Regions from separate parts of the Sus scrofa genome. Here region 1 is linked to region 2. A link is a contact called in public promoter capture Hi-C data. All regions are on one chromosome and are shown on one strand. Each heading gives the region's core, a stretch centred on a gene start, on an enhancer-like site or on the middle of the called end of the contact. The rest is flanking DNA. Distances are from core to core; before and after follow the strand shown. Region 1 holds the start of PLA2G15 (group XV phospholipase A2). Region 2 holds the start of PARD6A (partitioning defective 6 homolog alpha).

Region 1 (4,167 bases), core at 491-2,990, 540 kb after region 2:
TGTAGATGGTGGGGTCATAGTCAAAAGGGGAGACCTTCACCTGCTGCCCCCTCTCCACAGTGCCAGCACAGGTTATTGCTGACCAGGCCTTGGCACCCCCTCCCTCCATGGCCATAATCCTATCATCTGCAGGAACTATGGGAGTGGGCACCAGGGAACCAAGGACAGGGCCACACTTCGAGGCGCCTGTGGTCACCTGAGGCTGCTAGGCTGAGAAGACATTCAGACTGTGGCTGTAGTCCAAGGCAGCCTAGATTGTCCTGATTCTTATCCTACCCCCACTTAGCACTTGCCCTGGCAGGAGGGCCTCTAGGTTCTCTCACACTGGCCCTCTGCTGGGGCCTGGGTTGAAGGTGAGGGAGGCAGTGGTTTTAGAAGGTGGATCCCCTGGGCCAGGGTCTGAGGTGAGAGATAGCTGGACCTTAGGAGAGGAGGGTACCCCAATTACCAATGTGCTTCACTAAAAGAACACAAGAGAGGCAGGCCAAGACAGTGAGTATGTTCATTGACTGTCACTCCAGAGAGGCTGGATAAAGAGGAAAAAAGAAGGGAGGGAGGGAGGGGCAGGACAGAAGTCTTGGGACCAGCCAGGCATAACCAGGGTGTTTACTGGCCCTCCAGAGAGGGTATGTGAAGGATCAAGACCTCCAGTCTCCAAACACGCTGGTCTCTCTATTCCAGAATGAAGTATGGTACTGGAGTATTACTGGCTGTTAAGTCTTTTGCCCACTCTATTCACCCCAATTCCATGTGCAGAGTCTGTGTCCTCTCTGGAATGAGTTTGCATGGGGTGGGAGTGGCCTGGGGCATGAGATTCCAACACCACCCCTCCTGCTTTTCGTAGAAACTTGCAGATGGCCATGGCACTGGGTTGAGGCTCAAGCTCACTCTTTTTTTTTTTTTTTTTGTCTTTTTTGTCTTTTGTCTTTTGTTGTTGTTGTTGTTGCTATTTCTTGGGCCGCTCCCGCGGCATATGGAGGTTCCCAGGCTAGGGGTCGAATCGGAGCTGTAGCCACCGGCCTACGCCAGAGCCACAGCAACGCGGGATCCGAGCCACGTCTGCAACCTGCACCACAGCTCACGGCAACGCCGGATCGTTAACCCACTGAGCAAGGGCAGGGACCGAACCAGCAACCTCATGGTTCCTAGTCGGATTCGTTAACCACTGCGCCATGACGGGAACTCCTCAAGCTCACTCTTGCTTAACCCAGCCAGCGAACTGCTTGGTCAAGGCGAAGTGGTGTTTATGAAACCCCGAAACAGGCGAACTGAATTCTCACTGGAAAGAGAAATGCTTACCAGGCTAATGTTGCCTGAACCCAGATGCCCTTGGGGCAGAGTGCAAAGAACCAGCCTGGGAGATGCATAAGGTTGCTGGTCAGCTCCTGGTCCCAAGTTCCAGAACTAGTTGCCGGGGAATGACTTATCCCCTTTTTCCTCTTATTTGATCCGGGTCACTCAGCAGCAGCGAGCATTGGACCCGCTCGGCCCGGCGCATTCTAGATCCCTGGTAAGGGAGGCGCCAGGAATCGGGGGTGAGGGCTACGCAGCGTGGACTTTGGGGTGTCCAGCGGCGAGCTGGGTCCGACCAGCTGGGAATATGAGTGGAAACCGGGCTGAGCCTCAGCCGATCGATGCACTCGGCGTGCAGCGCGGTTAAGGGAGTTGGCCCGGGATGAGCAGGGGCGGGGCGGTGAGCTCTGACTGGGAGGGACGCCCAGGCAGCGAGTCCCTATTGGCAGACCATTTGCAGGAGGCGGGCCCTGATTGGCCCAGCCTCTGTGAAGGCTGTGAGCGGCGGGGTTAAGTGCGTCGCCGCCGCCCGGGCCTAGGCACGAGACGCGAGAGCTGAATCCGCACCTCAGACCAGCAGCTGCAGTCGCTGCTATGGGTCTCTGCCCCTACCGCGCCGCCCTGCTTCCGAGTGTCCTCCTGTTCCTCCTGATGCTCACAGACCCGGCGCTCCCAGCCGGACGTCCCCCACCGGTGGTGCTAGGTAAGGCGCGCGTCCAGTCGTGGGTCCGTTTGTTCGTGCGTCCAGCTGGATGGGGCTCGGGCGAGGCTGTCTTCCAGTTCTGCATCTGCTCTAAGCATGGGATTGGGGAAGATATGACTGTCTTGTCACCTGGGTCGGTCCGTCCGCTTCCCGCTTTGCTGGGCGCGGGTGTGGTGAAACTCTTGTCACCTTCCACTGTAGAATATAGGGATAAGTGGGATGGTTACCGCGCATTTGTGCGTCAGTTCAGTCGTTATTCCCAAACATGTCAGCCCCAAACATCCCCATTTTTCACCTGGAAAGACCGAGGCCCTTTGGCCCCGCAAAGGAGGTGGGGTGGCTTCGGAGTTGGCTCTCAGAAGCCTCAGCGTTGACTTGGGCCTGGCTAGAAGATGGTCTCCCTTTGCCTTTCAAGCCCCACAAGTTTCAGAGTGCATTACTGAAAGGAAGTTCTTTGGAGAAAGGATTCCTCTCCTAGCCTTCCACGAGGGCTCCGCCTGACTTAGCAAATGTGTGGCCCTGAGCCTGAGAGAAGAGGCTCAAGGGTATCCGAGGGTGGCCATAGACAGAGGTAGGAGTTGAGACAATGACTGTGAACAGATGTCATACTCTACCCTTACTTCTGCCACACCTTCTTGGACTACGCTATGTTGGGGTTAGGCAACCTCCCCTGCCTGTGTTCTCCTTGGTCCTGGCCCAGGCCGCTCAGTGTTTCCTACTGGTGGGTGTGGACATGGATGAGGCCTCTGTCTTGAGGGCTTTGGGTACCTCATTCAGGCCGTGACCAGCCAGGACTCTAGAAGGCAGAGGCATGCTGAGGTATACGTTACATACTGAACGGCTGCAGCATGACCCCCCCCCCCATGCTCTTTCTACTGTAGTGTTTTAATGAGGATGATGCAGATCACAGAGGGTGGGGTTGGCATGCAGTCCCAGGCACGCCCACCAGGAGCTCTGGGCCAAGAAATGCTCCAGGGGTATGCCAAGTTCACCAGAGGGTCTGGGCAGATTTGGTCCTGCTTCCCCTAAGCTGGCAGGATGATCCTGAGAGCTGAGGTCTGTGATAGGCAAACACAGAGAATCCACCAACCCAGTCGGGGAAGGCTTCCTGGAGTACGCAGCTGGGGCTGAGGCCCAGAGAGAGCTCCAGGCAGAGGGAACTGCATATCGGAGGGAGGGAACTAAGCAGTCCTGGCTGCCTGGAATGGAGTGGGGGCAGGGGTGGATTGTGCGGGCCTCGTGACTGGATGGGTCATCCGGACTTTATCGTGGGGGCCTTTAGGGAGCCTTATGTGAACCTAAGGAGTTTTGAGTATGAACACTGTGGCATTGGGAAGTGTGTGGTCTCTGACTGGACTGGTCCTAGGCCTTTTTACCTCATTAATTCGTTCAGTTCTGGGTTATCCTGGGTCACAGCAGAAGAGCCTCAGGCCTCACCTAGAGGCTCAGAGTAACTGGAATCCTAACCTGCCTAACTCGTCAGAGTATGAGGCTATTGGCATTAATCCTGGGAAACCCCATTGTGGGCAGCAGACAAGCTCTTCCTGGGCACAGAGCAGGGACCGACCTGACCTTGACCATCAGAGGATTGGCATCCAAGGGTGACTGGTCTCTATGGGTGGGACCCAGATTGAAGGGAGAGGAAGCAGAAGCCAGAGAAGGGGTACAGAAGACCCTGGGCAAGGGGAAGGGACTGTAGCAAGCCATTTCCACCTCTCACCCTCAGTCGCCTTATCTATAAAGTAGACATAATAAGGATATTCTCAGTGTTATGTGAGGTTAAATGCACATGGATGCCTCCTATTCTAGTTTTTGGTGTAAAGAGGCTCTGGAAGTGACCACTGGTGTTTTTAAAGGCCGCACAGCCTGGCCAGGGCAAAGGGTATCCAGATGAAGCAGATCAGGTGACTTCCTCTTTCAGGCATTTCCTCTCTGGTGGAGACAGTGACTGAGGTCTTTACACTGTCCTGCGTGGTCCATAGGCATGTCATCCAGAGGCTATCATTCTGGGGACTCCCTACTTCTACACCACCTCATGAAGGGAGGTAAAGGCAGGTGCCACACTTGCCTGCCATGGTTGCTCTGAGGACACTGTAGGGTGGTGCACAGGAAGGGTGTGCCCTCTGCAGGATTGGGGTCACAGCCAGAGCCCAGTGAATGCCCAGGAGAGC
Region 2 (4,294 bases), core at 1,489-3,988:
ATCAAAAAGTGCAAGGCCCAGGCTACGAGCTGGGGAGGGAGCCTAGGAAGAGAACCATGGCTGTAGGTCAGTGGGCACTGGGATCGGGTAACCAAGGGCGGGGGCAGCCCCAGGCACTCACCTGACAGTTTGGACCTGGGCACAGAGGGAGGGACAGGGGGACTCGTACTCATACTGGAAGGTGGAACCATCACGATGCCTCTTTGGGGGGTCCTGAAGGAGTTACAGTGTCTGGAGAGAGGCCTAACCCCATCCAAGGCCACCCCCAGTCCCCATCCCAGCTGTGCCCAAGGCCCACCCCATTCTACCCTCTAGTCGTAGGGATGGCTATGCTCACCCACATAGGACTGGACTCCAGGGCTTCCTTGGTGGTTCTTGTCCTTGGGGAGCGATGCCAGGCCTTGGGAGGTAACTCTACCTTCTTGAACTCCAAGCTAGGTTTCTGGGCCTTGGTTACATGGGCCTGGTGTGGACTGGGGACATGGCCAAGGGGTGACAGATTTGGAGTGCAGCTCAGGAATGGGGAGTTGGGTACAGAGTCAGGGGGTAAGGGGCCAGGAGCTGAGCAGACGGCTGACAGGGGCTGGGAGCTGCCCTTAAGCACTGGGTCTGGAGCATCCAAGGGCAGGGCCGGCAGAAGGCTGATGCTGGCACCGCTTTCCTCTGACAACATGTGGCTGAGTAAGGCAGGGGTTCCTGAGGAGAAAGGGACTCACCATGGGCACAGCCCTCGCAGCTCACCCCAATTGAGTGACCTATGAGCTGAGGCAGGCCTGCAGGAACTGTGCTCACCCCCCACCCAGCTGTATACCCTTTCACAGCATCCTGTGCAGCCCTGTCACCTGATTGGTGGCTCACAGCGAAAGGAAGAGCTAAGCACCACCTTACCTGAGGAACAGGGTGAGGAAGGAGGAGAGGAGATCAGGGCCAGAGACAGGTCCTGCAGAGCTGGGTGTGGCGGGGGTAGCTCAGGGCCTGGGAGTCAGGGGAGGCTTATCAGCACTGTGGGCACTGGGCACAGGTACTCCGCTCTTGACCTCTCCAGTCCTGCTTACCCTGTGCCCTCTGACCTGGGCCCAGACAGCTCAGGATCCGCTGCTCATTCTCAGAGATGCGCAGCCACAGGCTGGGGATGGTGTACACAGCTTCTCCCTGTGGGATGTGAACTTTCAGTTTGGCCCTTGCCCAAGTCCCCACCCTGACACCTCCCAAGTGAAGCCCCAGACCGACCGTGGCCTTGCAGCGGGAGGCAGCCCAGCGGGTGAGGGGGGCTGCCGTGCAAGGGCCTGCCAGCATCAGACAGCTCTCAGCCAGTTGCACTAGTGCCCCACGATGCTCCTGGTCCTCCTCTACCTCATCCAGAAGTTGGGACAGTGAAATGCCTGGGGGCAGGGGACCAGGAGATGGGCTGAAACTCAAAGAGGAAGGGTAGGGTGGGAGATAAGAAGGAGGACTTATTAAGAAAGTAGGGTGTGTGTGTGTGTGTGATGACTGGAGAGATCACTCTACCAGGAGTTCGGGCAGCCCGCCAACCCCTATACATACCTGCACTGGGAGAGGTAGACTCTGAAAGGTGCTCCCTAGAGAAACACAGGAGACACCTGAGGCCTATCTGCACAAATCTGCCATCCCCTGACTGAGCAGGCTCAGTCAGAAAAGTGACCAAGCCCCGAATAAAAGCCGAACGGAAAAGCCCAACCCCAGACTCACTGCAAGCAGTCATAAAGCTTTTTCTGCACATCTGGATCCTGGTTGCTGGGAGAGGAGTGGTAGACAGTCAGTGTTACTAGGGGCCCAAGCCCTCACACCCCAAAAGCCAGGCCTGGGTGAGGAGAACAGGTGGAGGGTGGAGGCATCACTTACCAACCAATCACCTGTTCCCGGGGCTGCTCTGTGGGCAACAAGCTGAAGCGGTCCACCTGGAGGTAGAACTCTGCGGGCTGGAGTTCAGGGACAGGTCTCAGGAGTTGTTAGAAAGTCAGGCCCAGTAACCCACCCAGGCCAGGCTCACCACTCACCGCGCCTCCCTCGGCGACTTGGACGCGAACCCCGCAGTCCCGCAGCAGCAGCAGCCGACCTTCTGCCCCTTGAAAACCGAACTCCTTCTCCTCCCTGCGGCAGGGGACCCTCAGTGCCGAGCCTGCGTGAACACAGCCCAGCCCGCCTGGGGCCCGCCCACCTCCAGCTCAAACCTTGAGCTCTCCCGTTGGCCTCCACTATCTCCAAGCCCCGCGGAGCCCCTCTCACCAGTCCGAGGCGTTCAGGGCTTCTCGCGTCACCAGACATCGGATACTGTGGGTCCCATCGGACACAAGCAGCGCGGTGTCGACGTGAGACGTGTCGGAGGCGCGGGACGGGCCCGGGGTTTCGGCCTCCTGCAGTACCTGACCGCGGTGATAAAGCATCAAGCCCACCGCCCTGGGACCCCGCCCTCCGGGCCCTGAAAAAGGTAGCGGGGTTCTCACCTTGAGCAGCTGCCCCGCCCGCGGGCTTGAAAGTGCCTCTGACCCCAGAATTAGCTCTCGAATCCAGGGTCGCAGGACGAGGTTCCCCAAGCGGGCCATTCCCGCCGCGGCAGCCAGCGGATTACCTCTAGCCCGGATTTCCCGCTAGCGCCGCGGCCCCGCCTCTAGTCGGAAGAGGAAGTGCAGGAGCGCTGGGCGGAACCCGAAACCTAGGCCCTGCCCATGAGCATGCCCGCGCGTGCGCACATGCGCGTCCTAGTTGGGAGTTTGTGTGCACTCCCATTGAATCAAATGGCTGCTGACGTGCTTGCTCTTACTTGAGCAACTCTCCGAGCAACGGTCCGCGTTTGGGCCGTTCTTCAGAACTCCTGTGGCATTGAGCAGGAAGGCGCAAAGGCTGGCATGTATGGAGAGGGAGGAATCTAGGGCCTGAGGCTGCAGCCAAGGGTGGTCCGAGCGAGTTAGCTCGGAGTCACTTCAATGCCTGTGACCCCAAAGAACTCAGCAGATATTTATATTATGACCCAGTTCCCTCATCTACAACATACACAGCCTTGTAAGGCCAATGGAAATAACAGCGTACAGCGCTCAATAAATACCACTTCCCCAACTCTCCCCTCGGCTTGGCCAAGCCCCTCCCCCGAGGCTCCCGGGACTTGACGACCGTAACGTAGTGACGTAAGAGGACGTGAGACTCTCCACCCCTCCAGCTCCGTTTCCTAGGAAACGTGGACTCCGCGTTCCACTCTTCGTCGCTGCCCCCTTGACGTCACGGCCCGGATAGGAGGGCGGGGCGAGTGCTACCGCCAGGGGCGGGGCTGCGCGGGCCAGCCGGCCCCGCAGGCTGTGCACCTGCGCTTCGGCGGGCCGCCTAGGGCACCGTCCCTGGCCCTCCCGGTCCCACGATGGCCAGGCCGCAGAGGACTCCGGCACGCAGTCCTGACAGCATCGTCGAGGTGAAGAGCAAAGTAAGGACCCCTCCAGCCCCAGCTCTGGCTCCGGCCCTAGGCGCTTCCAACCCTCACTCTCCCCTCCCTGACTCCTTGGTCCCCACCACCTTTTTCTCTCCTCCATCCTCCACGTCCCATTCTCTGGTTTTCCTTTTCGCTTCCCCCCATCCCACCTCCTCCTTTCCACTGCCGGCTTCTAGAGTCCCTCTGGCCTGGGTACCTGGAGGGCGAGGAGAAGACCTTGGACAGCGTCCCTTGCACTGGAGCAGAGGTCTGGGTGCAAGTCTGCAGCTGTTGTGAAGCCCTGTCTTTCCCACCCCTACTACCCTCGGACCTGTGGTGAGAAAGGGCACGGACTCTGTCCTAACCCCTCCTCCTCCCCCGACCTCCTACCCCCGCCTCCAGTTTGATGCCGAGTTCCGACGCTTCGCGCTACCTCGCGCTTCGGTGAGCGGCTTCCAAGAGTTCTCTCGGTTGCTGCGTGCGGTACACCAGATCCCGGGCCTGGACGTGCTGCTTGGCTATACGGATGCTCACGGCGACCTACTGCCCCTCACCAACGACGACAGCCTGCACCGGGCCCTGGCCAGTGGGCCCCCGCCACTGAGACTGCTAGTGCAGAAGCGGGGTAAGGATGGGGTACAGGGGGCAGCCTCTGTGGGGTAGGGTGACAGGGCAGATCTCCAAGGGTTAGACCATGCCTAGGGTACCCAAACTTCACCCTCTGCAGTCCTTGCCCTTGGCCTGACCTCCAAGTGGCAGGAAATAACTACAGTGTGCCTTCCCCAGGCCTGGGCCTGATGGAAAAGGGCCTGAGTGGGACATTAGGGTCTCTGATTTCAGTGTCCCCTCTCCTGCAGCAGAAGCTGACTCCAGTGG

What was found. Promoter capture Hi-C pulls out the DNA fragments that hold promoters and counts their contacts.
Region 1: a contact with region 2 is called in a promoter capture Hi-C map of fetal liver, with 5 times the contacts expected there. The contact joins the promoter of PLA2G15 here to the promoter of PARD6A in region 2. A contact is called at or near these places in 2 of 5 promoter capture datasets (fetal liver and liver) and 1 of 2 datasets of contacts at active chromatin or transcription factors (skeletal muscle).

What each region holds. Positions count from the first base shown.
Region 1 is chr6:28,818,880-28,823,046 of Sscrofa11.1, forward strand. It overlaps PLA2G15 (group XV phospholipase A2), which reads left to right and starts at 1,741. Exons shown (of 5, transcript XM_021094161.1): 1 at 1,741-1,996. The coding sequence starts at 1,888.
Region 2 is chr6:28,277,764-28,282,057 of Sscrofa11.1, forward strand. It overlaps PARD6A (partitioning defective 6 homolog alpha), which reads left to right and starts at 2,739. Exons shown (of 3, transcript XM_021094099.1): 1 at 2,739-3,433; 2 at 3,821-4,043; 3 at 4,276-4,294. The coding sequence starts at 3,371. It overlaps ACD (adrenocortical dysplasia protein homolog), which reads right to left and starts at 2,646. Exons shown (of 12, transcript XM_021094094.1): 1 at 2,466-2,646; 2 at 2,248-2,384; 3 at 2,019-2,112; 4 at 1,864-1,940; 5 at 1,711-1,755; 6 at 1,546-1,580; 7 at 1,231-1,382; 8 at 1,071-1,152; 9 at 889-975; 10 at 338-696; 11 at 122-213; 12 at 1-42. The coding sequence starts at 2,564.